3 separate regions of the Pan troglodytes genome follow, and all the other regions are linked to region 3. The links are chromatin contacts, called in public Hi-C maps. All regions are on one chromosome and are shown on one strand. Each heading gives the region's core, a stretch centred on a gene start, on an enhancer-like site or on the middle of the called end of the contact. The rest is flanking DNA. Distances are from core to core; before and after follow the strand shown. Region 1 overlaps GNG12 (G protein subunit gamma 12). Region 2 has its middle 21 kb from the start of GNG12. Region 3 overlaps WLS (Wnt ligand secretion mediator).

The links. Hi-C and Micro-C count contacts between places; a contact is called where the count stands out from the background.
Region 1: a contact with region 3 is called in a Hi-C map of stem cell-derived neural progenitor cells, with 15 times the contacts expected there. The contact joins two enhancer-like sites. A contact is called at or near these places in 4 of 7 Hi-C or Micro-C datasets (blood, induced pluripotent stem cells, a lymphoblastoid cell line and 1 more).
Region 2: a contact with region 3 is called in a Hi-C map of stem cell-derived neural progenitor cells, with 9 times the contacts expected there. The contact joins two enhancer-like sites. A contact is called at or near these places in 4 of 7 Hi-C or Micro-C datasets (blood, induced pluripotent stem cells and stem cell-derived neural progenitor cells) and 1 of 1 other capture datasets (stem cell-derived neural stem cells).

The regions. Positions count from the first base shown.
Region 1 is chr1:163,218,113-163,221,623 of NHGRI_mPanTro3-v2.0_pri, reverse strand. GNG12 (G protein subunit gamma 12) reads right to left here. Exons shown (of 5, transcript XM_009460436.5): 3 at 2,568-2,597. Among named protein-coding and RNA genes, the nearest start is that of GNG12, 65 kb to the right of the region's middle. Within about 2 kb of position 1,578, at least 15 of the 24 cell types and tissues checked have an H3K27ac peak or open chromatin away from gene starts, as enhancers often do. A contact at or near this core is called in stem cell-derived neural progenitor cells, where this site is marked.
Region 2 is chr1:163,132,675-163,135,937 of NHGRI_mPanTro3-v2.0_pri, reverse strand. No RefSeq gene overlaps it. Among named protein-coding and RNA genes, the nearest start is that of GNG12, 21 kb to the left of the region's middle. Within about 2 kb of position 1,462, at least 4 of the 24 cell types and tissues checked have an H3K27ac peak or open chromatin away from gene starts, as enhancers often do. A contact at or near this core is called in stem cell-derived neural progenitor cells and stem cell-derived neural stem cells, where this site is marked.
Region 3 is chr1:162,874,973-162,878,169 of NHGRI_mPanTro3-v2.0_pri, reverse strand. All of the region lies in intron 11 of WLS (Wnt ligand secretion mediator), which reads right to left. Among named protein-coding and RNA genes, the nearest start is that of DIRAS3, 61 kb to the left of the region's middle. Within about 2 kb of position 1,534, at least 9 of the 24 cell types and tissues checked have an H3K27ac peak or open chromatin away from gene starts, as enhancers often do. A contact at or near this core is called in stem cell-derived neural progenitor cells and stem cell-derived neural stem cells, where this site is marked.

The DNA.
Region 1 (3,511 bases), core at 329-2,828, 340 kb before region 3:
AATAATCTATAAAATGTATGCACACTCTTTTCTTTTCACATCCTTCTAAGGCAAACAGCCCCCAGTAGGCGATTAAGCTGATGCACGAGTAACGATCTCTTAACAATGCCATGCCATCAAATACTGAAGTACAGTTCAGTGTTTCTAAGAGCAGAGAAAGAAAAAAAACATTAAAATTATTACTAATATAAACACTATGATTGTATATTGCACTTGAGGGATGAAGATCTAGAACAATGAAGATGATACACATATTTACCTACAGACAAAAGATGGTAGATAAGATTTTTATTATAAAGGCTTTATTTATAAAGGGAACACATTAGAAGCTAAGTAATTGGGTCAGATTTGGTAATTAAAAGCAGCTGAATAATCAACAAACGCTTAACAAAGGTGTTAGAATAAGATCATATTTTAACAGAAGATGAAATACATAGAAAGGTTTTTATACTTCAACCCTTATTCTTCTGCCTGTTTTGCATTTTTCTTTTAAAAATACACAAAAAGTATAGGAAGCAGTAGTGAAATAACTACTACCTAGTCAACCTGTGACTGAATCTGGCAGTTGTTAGTAGCAGGTGTAAATGAAACGATGCGAATAAACTAGCAGGACTAAATCAAAAAGATTTCAATGTGGGTGACATAGCTAAAGTCTATAATTTAGGATCTCTAATACATATCCAGTTTGTGGTTGAAAATTCCTGCTTTCTAGTGGGCTTTACGTCTGCCACAACCCCAAGGAGTGAAACGAAACTCAAGACTAACAATGATTTGTTGTAACTAGACGTAGTGGTGAAAATCTGGCCAAAAAAAGTCCACTATAAATGTAACAGCTGTGAGGCTTAAGCCTGGTGGCATTTAAACCATTTTACTCTTTATAGCTATAAGAGTATTCAACCCCAAGTTTACAATAACATCTCAAGGCAAAAACTCAAACAAAACACGGCACGTGCGCGCGCGCGCGGCGCGCGCACACACACCCACACCCCCCTAAACAATGCCCTCATAGACAAGCCCCTTTCAAAGTCCCACCTAATTACAGGCTGACAATCTTTCCAAATTATCAATCAGAACAATAAAAATGCCCTTGAGGGCTCATTTTAAACAATTCTCTGGTCCTCCTCTAGGGGGCGAAGTTGGCTCGCATTTCACTGAAAGGGGAAATTATTTTCAAACCCGGATTTTCGCACAGTGCTAGAAAGATATTCACATACAAAGGGGCCTTTCCGCGCTCCTGCTTCTTCTCAATACATTTCACTTCGGCTGATGAGCAAAGCAGCCCAGCCCTTCGGCACAGTAAGAGGGAGGGAATGTGATTACGGCTGAGCATAAGCAGGGCTTAATCAGCACAGCCCTGAAGGCTGGGCCAGCTCATTCTCCTCAAACTTGAGATCACAGCTATGGTTTTGCCAAAGATGATACACTTTCAAGAATATATGTCGGTGTTTTTTTTTTTTTTTTCCAGGAGAATTTTCCACTGGGGAAATTCTGAAGCCAGGTGAAGCCTCACACGGGGCTCCCTCCCACCCGGTCTCCTCTGTAGGGCCTCCCTCTGAGAAACCACAAAGCAAGCTGCTGGAGGTCTGAGTGCCTGCCCTCCCTTCCTGCACAAACGAGGCCCTTTCTACCCTGAGGATGGCATCTGGTGGTCAGGAAGATGCCTGGACAGCAGTTCCTCGCTGGGCCTCGCTTCCCCCTCACGGAAAGGGTTAGGTGTCCTCTTAGGGAATGCAGGTCTAGCTACAGAAGGGGCATACACAGGCAATGCCTATTCCCAAGGGAGAATCAAATGTGAGTTTTAGCACCCTAGCAACCATACAAGGCAGAAGGCTCACAGTGTGTGTGTCCCTGACCCATGGATAGATCCAGTTTTTGTGGGTTCTAAGCCTTATACAATTTTGGGGGTCCTCTTTAGAAAAATCATACAAAATTAGGAATATCACATTAGCTACAGGGCATTGGAATGGGATGTTGCCAGTGAAAGATCCTGAAACTTAGGGTTCTTTAACTGCTGGGCCATGCAGTTATCTTGTCCAGCCTGCCACCACTGGACTCTCCCCTGCAGTAAAACCCCATGTCACGTGTGCTGGCTCTGGGTCTCTTCTTGGCCTCTTGAACATGGTGCCATCTCTAATGAGGCTGACAGGGGTTCAGCACGACAGGGCCTGAGCTCCACCCGCTTAGGACTGTCCATTGCCTGGAGACAGATACCGAGGTGGAGCTACTGAAAGAAACACTTGCGCTGCCCTGTGAAGGGAACAAACTCCTCTGCCACGGGTCAGCTCTCCACACCTACCTGACCAAGTCTCAGTCACCAGTTTGGGTCATCTCACTAGTTCAGACTCTGCCTCCTCCTCCTTTTCCACCCATGGGAAGGTTATGCAACCCCCCTTCCAGACCTCCTTGGGCTGCACAAAGGTGCCAACTATACTAGTCTTTACTGAAAGACAGCAAAATAAAGTGACCTCAATTGAGAGCATTTATCTAAACATAGTTTGTTTGCATATTTTCAGTCCTTGTAAAAATAATACACAATTTTCTCCTTATCTGATGGCAATATCACTTACCTAAATCTTAACAATAAAATGAGGCAAGGCCTAAAAAAAAAAGAAAGTTAAGTTTAGTTGATGTAGCTTGTTTTCACATGTGCTACAGTTTGGAATTTATAAGCAAACCAGATATAAATTTTCTTCTTTTTGAACAAAACAGTAAGAACAACTTCTTACATATAGAAATGTCTTCATAAAAGCCATTTATCACAAAAAACAGTGTTCTGCAAATTTGATTTAAAAACTTTTTTTGGAGATGGGCTCTTGCTACGTTGCAGAGGCTGGACTCGAACTCTTGGGCTCAAGGGAATCCTTGGCTTCAGCCTACCAATGAGCTGGGACTACAGGCACATGCCACTGTGCTTGGTCTTCTGCAAATTCTTATTTGTAAAATGGAATGTGCTGGGAAAATAACAGCCACCATTATTTGCATCCTGTGAACCACACGTAGTCTAAACATTTCATATAGACTATTTCACTTAATCACCTCAATAACCCTATGCAGTATTATCCCTATTTTATTGATGCGGAAATTGAGGCTTTAAGAGGTAAGCGACTTGTCCAAGGTTACAAAGGTATTTTGTATAGATTTGAGGCTGGGCAGGTTGAGCCTTATTGTTAGTCTCTGTGCCATGCTGCCTCAGCAGCCAAAAATCACTTTTGATACTATAAAGAACTAGTGAGTTTCACAAGATAGTTATTTTTTAAAAGCAGATCATTGCACATATTTAGATTTTTTCCCAAATTCCTATTTGATTAAAAAAAAACAGGCTGAGGAATGGGGCTAGTTTTTTCCAAGGCTTTAAAGGTTTTTAGAAATCATCATAATAGTTAAATGCAAACAATGTAATAGCTACCATTTATTGAACATGTATTATGTGATGGGCCACTGGCTAAGTTTACTATGTGCAGTGTTTCCTTTAATATAGCTATCTTGTGAGGCAAATGATATGATGCCCATT
Region 2 (3,263 bases), core at 213-2,712, 260 kb before region 3:
CAGGCAAGGACAGCTGCAAAAACCTAGAAGAAGAAACATGCTAGAGCAGAGCGAATGAATGAGACAGCCAGGAAATAAGATGGAGAGGTTAGGAGGAAGATTGAGGTCTTCGGGGCCATCATGAGATTTTGAGGAGGGGTACATGATCTGATCTAGATATCCAAGCATCACTCAAGGCATTGTGTTGAAGTTAGAATATAGAGGGCAAGGGTAGAAGCAGGGAGATCTATTAGGAGGCTATGACACTAGTCCGGGAGAGATGAGGATGGCTTGGATCAGCGGGACAGTGGTGGAGGTGTGAGAGGTGATTATATCCCGAGCCAACAGGGATTGCTAGTGGATTAGCTGAGAGAGGTGAGAGAAAGACAGGAGCGAAAGATAACACCAAGGTTTCTGGAAGGATGGAGTTGCTGTTTCCTGAATGAGAAGACTATGGGTCAGGCAGGTTTGGCAGAGGTAAGTGGAGGAATAGATTTAGACATAAGTTTGAACTTTAACTTAGACATCTCCATGGAGATGTTGAGACTTCAGTTGGATACATGAGTCTGGGGTTCAGTGTAGGGGTTCTGGCTGGATAAATAAAGTTGGCCATCTTCAGTATGCCGATATTTAAAACCTTGAGATTGGAGGGACTCACCAAGGGAGCAAGTACAGATAAAGTGGGAGTCTGAGGCCTGAGCCCTGGGGCCCTCCAGGACTTAAGGGTGGGGAAATGAAGGCAGGATGCATCAAAGAGAAGGAACAACTGGCGAAGGAGGAGAAACCATGAGGACATGATTTCCCCAGAGCTGCATGAAGAGAGTGTTTCACAGAGAGGGAGTGATCAACTGTGTCAAAGGCTGTTGATGTTTTATGTAAAATGAGGACTGAAAATGAGCAACTGGATTTAGCCAAGCAGCCCCAGTTATTCTATCCCGTAGCAGTCGTTTCTTCATTGATAGTATCTGGATTTTTCCCTCCCTCCCTCCCTCTCTCTTCCCTTCCCTTCCCTTCCCTTCCCTTCCCTTCCCTTCCCTTCCCTTCCCTTCCCTTCCCTTCCTTCTCTCTTTCTCTCTTTATCTCTCTTTTTGTTTCTCATTTGCCTCTTTCACTGGATAGTAACAGTAACCCCTATAAGAACGGGGACCATGACTGTTGGGGGTATAGTGGCTGGCACATATTAGGAGTATGTTATGCAATTTATCTCTTTTGGTTTCTGTTTTGACCACATATTGTCCATTTCCCTTTCTTACCTTCCTAATGTTCCAAATCACTTTGGGGAATTTCCTCTCTTCTGTTGTGTGTGGTCTTGATGGGATGGCAAATTCTGTGTTTGCCTCTTACTGTGGAAGCCAAAGCAAGCAGATGCTGCCCCAGACCCCTACACCAGGGGGCAGGCTGCGTCCGTCAGAGGCTCCTGAGTTATCCATGGACAAGAGAAGGAGTTGAATCCCAGCATCTCTGTCCTCACCAGAGCCCTCCTGGTGAGAGCTGTTGCCATGGTTTCCATTTCCCAGGCCTTGGTGCTCCCCTGCTTCCTGCCATCACCAAGCCTGCTGCTCCAGCCCCTGTTTCTCTGAGCTCCCAGTATCCTTCCAGTAAATCCTCTTTTGCTTATGTTAACCAGAGCCAGTTACTATTCCTTTCAACTTAAACAGTTCCCAACACCTAAGCACTCAATACACATTTGCTGAATGAATGAAAAAGTATGGTTTTCATTTCATGAATGGTGAGTCTGAAGTTCAGAGAGGCTTACCACATGTCTAAGACCACATACCTTCCATCGTTTCTTCTATGCTCCCTTTTCACATTCTCAGATCTCTGAAATCAGGATGCTTTTTACAATTGGCAGTGTCTTACAATCAAGTGGAAGTATTTTTCTGTTTTTAGTGGTATATAAAATAATGTATCTTATATTAGCTTAGATTCAATGAAATATGGTAGTCAGTATTGAAGTCAAAATTGAAACATATTTCAAAAGTCTGTACATCTTTGCTTTTCAAGGAGTTTATTATCTAGTTGGAGAAAAAAATAAGTAGGAAAACTCCACAAATCTTTCTCAAATACAGAGTAGAGTTTCATGAACACTGAGTGGAGGCCCTCACTAAAGCTGCAGGGGTACATGACTCTGAAGGGCTGAGTGGAGGAGCCACAGGGTGGGCATTTATGTTGATCTCAGTAAGAAAGATTTGGATGGATGGAAATATGAGAAGAATGGAGAGGAGGGAGGACTAGGTTCTAGGCGATGGCAACCCTGCCGACTCTTAAATGCAGGTCTGAGCCACAAGGCTGAGTTTGGTGGAGATGGTTGCTTGGTGTCTCCCCTCTGACTCTTTCCCTTCTCCTTCTCCATGGTAAATTATTCTTCCAATTCTCCCTGTGTTCACCATTATAACTTTTTTCTGCTGCAATCTTTTTCTGGAAAGTTCCCCCCTTCCTACCTCCTGCCCATTCCTCCCAATCAGTTCAGCTCTTGTGTGTGCTGGACAGAAATCCCTCTTGGCAGCCTAGGCAACATAGCAAGACCCCCAACTCTATATATATTTTAAAATTAGCCAGCATGATAATGCACACCTATAGTCTTATCTACTCTGGAGGCTGAGGTGGGAGGATCACTTGAGCCCAGAAGTTAAAGGCTGCAGTGAGCTATGATGGCACCACTGCATTCTAGCCTGGGTGACAGAGCAAGACCCTGTCTCAAAACAAGCAAACAAATAAAAAAGAAATTACTCTGGGATCCAGAAATAAGGGAAAATGTATTTCAGGGGGAGGAACAGCAATAAGCATGGAGGTGCAATGCATGATGTATGTGAGGAAGAGTGCCTGAATACCATGAAAGGGTAGGCTGGGAAGAGGGGTTTACTCATTCATTCAGGGAATGTTTGAGTATACACCAGGTACTGCTCTAGGCACTGGGGATAGAGTAGTGAAATAAAAATTATGTTTCTACCTTACAAGGCTTACATTCTAATAAGAGGAGATAAGCCATAAGCAATAAATGTTTAAATACATATGTATATACACCTATGGAAAAAATGTCAGATGGTATAAAAGCAAAGAAGAAAAATGTGAAAAGGGTTAAAGAAGCAAGAGAGTTGGGGTGCGAGCTGCTCATTCAAATAGAAGGGCCAGGAAAGTCTTTTTTGTTAAGATAACATGTCAACAGGGAACTGAAAAAGTGAGTCAGAGTCTTTTGAATCTTCCGGTGGAAAGTGTTCCAGAGCGAGGGCGCAGGAGATGCAAGGGTCTGGATGGGGGGTTGTGTTTGGCAGGTTTAAGGAATA
Region 3 (3,197 bases), core at 285-2,784:
TTTCTGCAAAGAAAAAGTCTCAATAATTTTAGTGACATATTATTATTGCATTAAATAAAAAACCAAATGTCCAAGAAGAGCCAAGACATTCTGAGGACAAACAGGATGAAGGAATGTGCTTTTCTAGATTGCAAGCCTTATTAAAAAGCTAAAGTAATTAAAACAGTATGGTTTTGAGGTAAGGATAATCAAATTAGCCAGTGGAACAGACTAAGAAGCCCCCAAAAATCTCTCTCTCTCTCTCTCTCTCTCTCTCTCCATATATATATGTGTGTGTATGTGTATGTATATATATGTTTGCATATATATGTGTATATATATATATATTTGCTCGATAAAGGATATTGTGTTGTAGATCATGAGTGGCTTATTCAATAAATGGTGCTGAGAGCATTAGTTATCCATATAGGAAAAAAATTAAAGAAGCTCCTTATTCTCTTACATACAAAAATTAATTTTTGATGGAACAGAATCTTAAATATGGAAGGCAAAGTCTTAAAACTTTTTGGAGAAATTAAGAATATTTTTATAATCTTGAAATTTATTTAAAGAATTTTTTAAAAAGACACAAGTACCCATTAAAAAAGAAAACATTGGTAAATCAACTACACAAATCATCAAAAGGTACCATAAATGAAAACATAAGGAATTCATATCTAGATTAATCTTGACCGTGGTCTTAAGACTTCCAGCCTCCTGAATGGTAGGAAGTAAATGTCTGTTGTTTAAGCCACTCCGTCTATAGTATTTTTGTTATAGTAGCCTGAGCTAAGACAGCTTTATATAAGCCTTTGGGGACCATAGATGAACTACATCACTTGGTTCTAGCATGTTCTGTGGTTTCAATGCAGAAACCTAGAGAATAACTAAGGCTGGGAGAAAGAAGGACCACACTGGTGGGAGAAGCTGGTGACAAGTGGTAAGGAGTGGGCAACCTGGGTACTAATTCTTGTTTTTTCTTCCCCAGCCTTGTGGTCTTGGCCAAATCACTGGGCCTGCTGTCTTTTCTGTAGAGAGAAGGGCTGCTCAGTTCTCATTTGGATTCAACCTTTCCAACGCAGCATTTAAACACGGAGGAGGGATTTTTTTGGTTGTCACAAGGACTAGGGGACCCTGCTGGCTAAATATCCTCCAATGTGTGAGACAGTTGCACCCTAAATGCCAGTGTGCCCCTATTGAGAAACATCCTCTCTATAACAGTCCTTTGAACGAGCCCTTTACATCTCTCTACACATACATGATGTTTGCTGGTGGGTCGGGAAACATTTGGATACTTTATGAAGCATGCAGGTCTCCACCCAAACCCACAGGTCAGATGGCTGCTGTCCAAACTTTAGGATCTTTAGGGCTGCAGATGAGATGCTCTGTTCTGGTGTATGTCCTGCTTGGGGGGCTGCCCCTCCTTGCCAGATTTAGTTGAATTCAGTTGAAGTGTACTATTACCAACCATTTGCTCCCTTGTTCTGACAGCCAGCAGGAGCAGAAAACTGGCTTGCTCTGGTACTAACTGCATTCTCAGAACCGTGCATGCAGTGCTTTATCGTTCTGTTCAAAGCTAAGCAGTGCCCTCCTTGGGACACTCTGGGAATGTACAGTATTCATTGCTCTAAGAAAATGCCTTGGCCACAAGGAGAAAACATTCTCTGGCTGTGGCTTGAGCCAACTGGGTCAGCGCCAGCCTGTGCAGATGTCTTTGTGGACAGAGAAGAAGTCGCTCTGGGAGAAGGCAGCCCATGCTAGGGTGCATAGATTGATGAGAGGAGTGACAACTGTATTTCTGTCCTTACTTGCTCTCCTGGCCAGGTGCTCTTATGCAGCGCACTAGCTGTACAACAGTACCTACTGGCTGGACCCTCTCATTCTCTACCAATTCAGCAGTCTCCTCTTGGCTTCATTCAGGAGGCTGTCTCCCCATGGTTGCCTGAACCCAAAAGCAAAATGTGTGGGTCCCACCTACTTCTCAGGCTCTAGTTCTAAAGAATGGGCCCAGGTGTCCAGCCTCCACGGCCTGACATTCAATGATGTGTACACTCCGGTTCCAAGTTGCTTTTCTACTCACTGCACCCCAGACTCTCTGCTAAACAGGCTACTTTAGTCATTGCCACCCAAATAATGCTTGTGAAGTTGCATCTCCACACTCTCATACTCTTCCCTTACCCTCACCTTTTATCCAACTCTTTCAAGGCTTGGCTCATTTTCAGTCTTCTGGGAAGCCCTCTCAATTGCCCCCAATCAGGAGTTACTGAAAAGTGTCCTTGTACCTCCCATTGGTCACCGACTGCACGGTTCATGTATTGGGAACCTTGATTGTTAAGAAGATTTTAAGTTCCTTGAAGGTGGAAACCTAATGAGAAGACTTGCCCTTCAGGCTCCTCTACTTAAGAATCATTCCAAGCAATTACCATGGAAACAAATATCTTCTCTTCCTGGCCTCTTGGACCAAAACAAACAGACAAACTGTTAAAGAGCAAGGAATTTGGCTCCCCGCCTAGGTTGGCAGTGAGAGCGTCAGAACAAGGTTGAGGCCAAATCCATGCACCTCATTTAGTTAGCTGCCCACGAACTTGGCTTGGAACGCCTTGGCCCCATCTTGAAGAAAGCCCTTCATTCTGGGGACACTGGTCAGCCTGAGGCCCATGCTCCTTAGTCCCACCACAGGAAGCCTTCTCTCTCCATCTGTCACTCTGAGACCATATTGGCTGAAGCTCTGGGCTTACTCATATCCTGAGTCATCCAACCTCGCATGTCCGTAAAAATATCCATATCCTTATAGGTGGAGGCCTTATAGATAGGTTGTTGAGTCAGATTTATGAGTTTGAGAAAGAGATGCTTTGGATGCAAAGGACCTTTGGTGAGTTTGCAGAAGCCCTGGACTCAAATCTACCACCACTCAGAACAGTGACTGCCAGAAAATGCCTGGAAAAGGGCATCTCTTTGCTGAATGACCCTAGTAATCTACTCATTCCCCAGGTAATTGCTGAGCCACTCTGTGTTCCAGGCACAGTTCTAGTTTCTGGAAATATACCTGAGAACAAAACAGACAGAAATTCTGCCCTTATGAGCCTCCACTTCAGCTCCTGGGCAAGTCTGTTTTTCATATGATCCAAGCACTTTGGCAGGTGTTAGGGCTGTAAAAGGGATGGCATGGGACCCCCTTGGGTAGGGGACATGGCAGACACATCTCTTAGAAATATTGC